2 separate regions of the Zea mays genome follow, and region 1 is linked to region 2. A link is a contact called in public Hi-C data. All regions are on one chromosome and are shown on one strand. The core of a region is the stretch at or near the end of the contact, and the rest is flanking DNA. Distances in the headings are between cores, read along the strand shown. Region 1 holds the start of LOC100272448 (Phosphoribosylglycinamide formyltransferase chloroplastic). Region 2 has its middle 100 kb from the start of LOC118476311.

The links. Hi-C and Micro-C count contacts between places; a contact is called where the count stands out from the background.
Region 1: a Hi-C map of tassel shows a contact between it and region 2, with 4 times the contacts expected there. The contact joins the promoter of LOC100272448 here to the enhancer-like site in region 2. A contact is called at or near these places in 5 of 25 Hi-C or Micro-C datasets (bundle sheath, ear, leaf mesophyll and 1 more).

What each region holds. Positions count from the first base shown.
Region 1 is chr2:52,733,333-52,736,873 of Zm-B73-REFERENCE-NAM-5.0, forward strand. LOC100272448 (Phosphoribosylglycinamide formyltransferase chloroplastic) reads left to right here and starts at 2,105. Exons shown (of 5, transcript NM_001146922.1): 1 at 2,105-2,547; 2 at 2,621-2,732; 3 at 3,180-3,356. The coding sequence starts at 2,211.
Region 2 is chr2:52,558,145-52,561,714 of Zm-B73-REFERENCE-NAM-5.0, forward strand. No RefSeq gene overlaps it. Among protein-coding and RNA genes, the nearest start is that of LOC118476311, 100 kb to the left of the region's middle. Within about 2 kb of position 1,262, at least 17 of the 20 cell types and tissues checked have an H3K27ac peak or open chromatin away from gene starts, as enhancers often do. A contact at or near this core is called in ear, leaf mesophyll and tassel, where this site is marked.

The DNA.
Region 1 (3,541 bases), core at 855-3,354, 180 kb after region 2:
ATTCCTCCATCCAGGCCCCAGGCCACCTTTTCCGAAATGTTGGAACTGGGTAGCTTACATCAGAACGAGGAATGAAGCCATAACAACCGAAGTTGTTGTGATACTGCTCCTTGCCATTAGCCTTCGTCTCGTACAGCAGCTCGTGCATATTGCAGAAGCATTTCGCGCTTGGTTCCAGCCCTTGGCTTCTCACGGCCCAAACAAAAATACTCATTCTGGTTATAGCTTCGAGAGTAATTTGATGAAGAAAGATCTCAAATGTCTTCAAAACTTCAACCAAAAATTTGCTCAATGGGAATCGAAGACCCGCCTTCATAAAGCTTCTGTAGACAACAACCTCGTTTTCTTCGGGCGCAGGAGCGGCGCTGTCCCCTTCAACTCTCACAATAGACATAACACGGAAATACCTCCCCTTCATGGCATCAATCTGACTCTGTTTTATGGATGACTTTCGAAGATAGTATGACTTGGCCGCCAGGGCCGATCTTCGGTATCTTCATTCTCACTATCTACATCATAGTCATCACTATCGTCAGAATCTTCACACAAATCAGCCATTATTTCATTTGTGATCTTCTCTGTGTTTGTTTTTTCCATAGCTTCGTAAAACCCAGCAAGAGCAGGGTCCACAACCTTCTTCTCCTCAAACATCTTCTTCTCTTCAGACATTCAACAAGCACTTGTGTATATCACGAAGCTCACAAATCAAGCGAGAGATGATAGCAAGAGAATTAAAATTTGAGAAAACATCACAAGCAACTAAAATGGCGCAATAGATGATGTCGATGTGGGTTTCTATTTATATGCCTAGTGCATTGCAACTTGGCGGGCCCCATTTGTCATTGACTTTTGCTATTCTAGCAAAGAGAAAGTGTTTTTTCAGACCTTCGGCTAAAGGCCTTCGTTCACGTCGCAGTCTGAATTTGTTAAACAACAAATTAGCACTGCGATGGGCTACTGTTGGTGGCCTTCATCTTTCGAAGGTCCTCAAAAACACGACTAACATGTTTCCCAGTATAGTATACTGTCACAGGAAGCTTTGGCTTTAAGACAAAGGCGTGTATGGTATGAGAAGCGTAATCTGGAAGAAGGTTAGACCAACTCCGAAGCTGTAGATAGAGAAGCTTCGGCTCAGCTCAAGGACGATGATGGAGGATGAAACCGACTTAAAAGGAAAAGATTGTTCATTCCTCGACAGATTACCTTTTGACTAATAGTAAATGTTAGGGACATGAATGTAATTTTAGCCAAGCTGTGTCCTGTGCCTAAAAATGATGAACAGTAACATCGTACTGTTCATGCTGACTTGTAGCACGTCACTCTCGGATTCTTACCTTCTGTTAAGCCGAAGGTACAAATGTAATTTAATATCATTCATGTTTGTTCAGAGATATATGATGATAACATGAATAATCTAATGATCTAAAATGATTATTCATGCTTTATCTATGTTTCATACGATCATGTTTTCATCTTTGTATATTGCAATGAAGAAAGTATGTACTTCATGACCTTCATCCGAAGATCATTATATCCCAAGGGAGATAATGTTATGAAGAACGAAGGTTTTTAACCATTAACATTTGTGTTGTCTTGTTCTTGACTCGTAGCTTTTGAGAACAAGTGACCAACAGAGAATTATAGGGGATGCATGATGGAGGAATCACCTGAATATTTCCGTGTATATCAAACCAACCCTTCGTTCGTCACGCACTCACACTCCGCAGAGATCAGTAGATCGGAAATCCAATGATCGTGTCTCTCATGCAAGGCTTGCTCAGCTAGAGGTGGATAAAGAGGAGTTAAAGTAGATTAAATCGTCTCCTATATAAATTTATATAATAAAAGAGAATTTAATCCCCTCTACTTTTCAATCCACTTCAAACCGCGTCGTCGGCCCCAACGCATCCCAGATCAGACGGGAGTTGTCACTCGACGCAGGCCGTCGGCTCGGCCTTGCCCGCATCCATGGTGAGACGACCGTGCCAGGCCGTTCAGTATTTCATTGGGCCCGGCCCATGTTGTGTCGCCTTCGCGCTGGCAGTCCTTCCTGCTACAAAGCCTTCTTGTTCGCCCCGACTCCGCCGCCGCACGCCGGGGCTCAATCTGCTCCGCTTCCCTCCAGCCTTTGTTTCCTCCATTCCCCGCGCCAATCCTGCCGCCTCCTGCTCGCGCGCTTACTGTAGCCGCAGCTTTCTCCACCCTTGGCAATGGAGGCCGCGATCGCTCACGCTCCATCTGCTCCGGCCCTGCGCCGCTCGCTCAACCTCAACCCCACGCCCGCCGTCCGGCCGCACCCAAAACCCTGGCAGGGGGTGCTTTCGGCGAGGCACCCGTCGAACGCCGTCAGGTGCGAGCCGTCCCAGCGCCCAGAGGCGCGCCCGCGCCTGCGCGCTGCGCAGCCGGCTGGCGCTGACGCGGCGGTCGGGAGGAAGCGGCTGGCAGTGTTCGTGTCCGGAGGGGGATCAAACTTCCGGGCGATCCATGAGGCCGCGCTGGGCGGCGCCGTGCACGGAGATGTCGTCGCGCTTGTCACCGACAAGCCAGGTGAAGGAAACTGCATCCCGCGACGCTACCCACATTGTTAGCGGAGGCTAAAACTGCAATAACTGCATTGCAGGTTGCGGTGGCGCGGAATATGCTACGAACAATGGCATCCCTGTGCTCGTATTTCCCAAGTCCAAGTCTGCGCCCGAGGGGATTTCGGTTGCTCAACTGCTGGATACTCTGAGGTTGTTCTTCTGTGTCAGTTTCGATTTAGTAACTTGGGTGGAAAAAAACATCGCTCAGAGTAACTTGAGCATTCTTATGTTTGTTTATTATGCCAGTAAAAATACAGGCAAAGTTATGTACTTTTAAATCAGTTGTGCCAAGTGGTGATTATGTTTCCTTTGTGAATCCTATCTATCTTTCTGCTGATATTTTTTACTTAAACTTCAACGCCGTATTCAGTTGAAATAATACTGAGGAACAAGTCCTCCATCAGGTGCCACATATTTACACGATTTACTCTTGACGGTAGACGCTGTGATTTGCGTTGTTCTCTGGTATTGGATTGTGCTAATATTTATGTGGTTTGTTTTGTTCTCTGGCATTGAGTTGTGCTAATATCTGAATTTATCCCGTGTATTTTTTGTCTGACTAGTGAAATAAGACTCTTATATTTAATTTTGAAACAGGGGAAACAATGTAGACTTTGTTCTTCTTGCCGGTTACCTGAAGCTTATACCCACTGAATTGATCCAGGAATACCCAAAATCCATATTAAATATCCACCCTTCTCTCCTTCCGGCATTCGGAGGGAAAGGTTTCTATGGTTCAAAGGTGCATAAAGCTGTTATTGCCTCTGGAGCAAGGTAATTTTCAATTCTCGATCATGTTCGAGTGGCTGCATATCTTCATTTACAGAATTGACGAACTTATAAAAATAAGTTAGGAGGAACTTCTTTCATTAGTTTTCATCTATAGCCCCTCATTTTAAGCTTCCATTGGTTCCAATCTGTGTGTGGGTTGTTTGGGAGTGGGCTTGTGGGGGCTCTAT
Region 2 (3,570 bases), core at 12-2,511:
AGTTTAAGTTCCATATATTAATCATGTGAGTGTCCGAGCCGCTCATGACCGTGAGCACGGCTAGTATACCAGTTTTACACTCTGCAGAGGTTGCGCATCTTTACCCACAAGTCGTGTTACCCATTTGCCACGGAGTTGATCAGACTCCATACACCTCTACCAAGGAAGCGAGGCAGGGTACCACTACGAGGCCTTTACAAAGTTCCACTAGCTTCAGACTACCCGCTACAGTTTATAGGAAGCTCCAGTGCAGGGTTCTTGCCTGACCGCCATCGCAGCAAAATCAACCCAAGGACCTCCCTACACTGACCACTCCCCTACTGCCCTTGCCCCTTTCGGGTAAGGTAGCCCTCCACTAGCTTTCCTAGTTAATCAGCCAAGGGCGTCCCATTATACCCTTGTGGTAGCACTGTTTTCCCGGGTGGTTCTCCATGTTCCCATTAACATAATGATCTTATCATGAACATAAAATAATGAACAGATAATAACAAGTGTAAAAATGAGTGATAAATATCTTTATACCCAAATCCACATAAAGCAATAGCATGTACTACCCAAAAACTTAGTAGTAAAACCAGTGGTGAAGCAAGGTATAAAGATAGTCAAAATCTAGGGTATCCTATTGGGTCCCATCAAAATTAACCTATGCAGATCATTATGAATAATAAGAACATGAATGGGTAAAAGAAGTGATCAAGGGCACAACTTGCCTTCAGCGAGCTCCTGCTCAGCAGTCTCTACCAGCTGAACCCCAGAATCCTCTGTTGCTTGCTCGTCTACTCGCATCAATACAATACATACATAGTATAACAAAAATTAACATCACACCAAACATGTAATTAAAATACACAATAATAATCTAGTCATGAAAATAACATCATAGAAATTGGAATCATTAATTTTGGAGTTACAGATTTTAAGATACGAATTTCTGAAGGTTTCATGCATTTAATACAAGATTAAGTGATAGATAAATTTTTAATGTGTCTTTCATGCCAAAACAGAGGCACTAATGGTTAGACAATAATATTATAAAATTCTAGGAACTGGAATGGTCCAATTTGGAGTTCATATGCATTTTCTATGAATTAAACAAGTTTTTGCAATTAAATTTGTACTAAAAATCTGTTTTTAAATTAGTTTCCCTGTTTTATCTGATCTCGGGACTGGGGCTCAAATCCTAGAAAGCGCAGGGGCTAGCGCAGAAAGTTCCCTAGACACAACCAACAGTGCGAGTGGAGCGCGGGTTGATTGGCGATTTCCTAGGGGGCTCTTTAATAAATAGTACCCGCGAAGGGGTGTGGAAAGATTCGGACCGATCAGATCAGATCCGAGGGCCAGGATCGGATCACGGCCGCAGCAAACTGACCAGCAAGCGCATCCACCCGATCGACGATCGACGGCTACGATTTAATGCCGTGAAAGGGTATCGTTTTATCTAATCGCGTCCATCGCTTAGAAGATCAACGGTCCGCGCGTTTTCTTCCCCCAACGCCGCCAGATCACGATCCAACCGCGTACGCGTGTCTTCCCATTCCCGCGCCCAGATGCGGTGGCGCCGCCCGATCCACGGCGAGCCCCCACCGCCGCGACGGTAAACACACAAATTGCAGCCCCAAATCCTAATTCGATGGTGCTAACCTAACACATGGTTACGGTAATCAGAGGGAGACCCAATTAATCGTGCCCAATAGCCAAGAGGGCCCTGCCCAGGGAGCTCCGCACTCCACGGCGGAGGCCATGGCCGTGAGAGGATGCCTGTCTATCCCCGATGTCCCGACCCCGTCCGGTTCAGATTAACGCTTATAGAACGAAGGGTGAGAGCCGTGCGGAGTTCTCACCGAGATCGAAGGAGTGGGAGATCCTGCCCACGGTGAGACACGGTCCGACCGCCGCCCGTGAGCTCCGGTGAGGAATGGTCGGAGTCGTGGTGCCCTTTCGCTCTACTGACGGCCACCCGCACTACCGCGATGCCCAACCGGATGCTCCAAGGCCACACGCTGTGACCAATCGACGACGTGGGCGCGATTCCACCGGCGACTGGACCTCGTTATTCCCTAATCCTAGCGGCGGCGGCGATCAGTGTTTGCGCGCAAGAGTCAAGGGAGTGAGGGGCCAAAACCGCAGCGCACACGAGCTTTATCCCCAGCTGCCGCGGAATTCATCGGTCCGTTCCGCCTGCGCGAAATCCGCGCCCGCCGTTGCGTTCCGAGGAAGAAGGAGAGCGCTGATGCACGGGCTCCACAGCGCAGCGAGACTGGGTCGAGAGGGAGGCGCACAGCGGCTGGCAAGGTGGTGAATCCTGCAGAGTCCCGCAGAGTTCGGCTACGGTTGGAGCTGTTGCCGCGGCCGGTGAGCATGCTGCGGCGAGAGAGACGGGCTCGGTTCAACAACCGTGAAGACGGCCGACCTGATCTGTGGGGCCCAGGCTGCAGGGACGGTGCGCGCGGCTGGTTTCCTGGGCCCGCCAGTCAGTGATTCACCCGCAGTGGGGTTTGGGCTGGCGCGAGGTGGAAGCTAGGGGAATGGGCCGAAATGTGCAGACTGAGGCCCACTTAGGTATTCTTTCTTTTATTTTTTTTTCTTTTTCTAAGTTTAACTTGAATTCGAATTTTAAATTCAAATTTGTGCCAAATTTATTCTCAAATCAAATTGTGAGATTAAAAATACCAACTTTGGAAGTATAATTATATTATTTATATTCTTATGTCCTTTTTCTTCTTCTTATTTTCAAAACCCTACTTTCAAATTTAGGGTTTTAATTCCACTTCTAATGTCCATTATCTTATTATTTTTTTCCTTATTATTCTATCTAATGCACAAGCATATAAAACTCCAACAAAATGCTCTTTCTTTTATTTTTACATCATTTGTTTTTAATTAAGCACTAATTATTATATGTGTGCTCTTTTTATGATGCAATTAAGGCACATAAAATTGAGGAGATTTCTCTATTGTTCTTTGTATACAATTTTGAGTATTACACCGTTGCAGTCGAGCATTGCGCTGGTAGCCGTTGCTCCGCTTGGTGCACCGGACAGTCCGGTGGCACACCGGACAGTACGGTGAATTATAGCGGAGTGGCGCTGCAGAAACCCGAAGGTGAAGAGTTCAGAGGTGTACGGTCCTGGCACACCGGACAGTCCGGTGTGCCAGACCAGGGCACACTTGGGTTTCTTTGCTCCTTTCTTTTTAAACTCTAACTTGATCTTTTTATTAGTTTGTGTTGAACCTTTATGCACCTGTAGAATATATAATCTAGAGCAAACTAGTTAGTCCAATTATTTGTGTTGGGCATTTAACCACCAAAATTATTTATAGGAAAAGGTTAAACCCTATTTCCCTTTCAATTTCTCCTAGTCAAAATCTATGCAATAAATAAGCTATCTTATGTGGAACTATGGTTTTGACTAAGTGTTTCTATCTCTAAAGAAAAGAGTTGTGCAGCCTAGGTTCCAAACCTATCCACTACTCTATAACAAAGTTAGGAAGGTAAAGCACACAACCAAAGCAACACAATATAAATGCAGATGCTTAAGTGCGATAGATACAAACGCCTGCCAACGACTC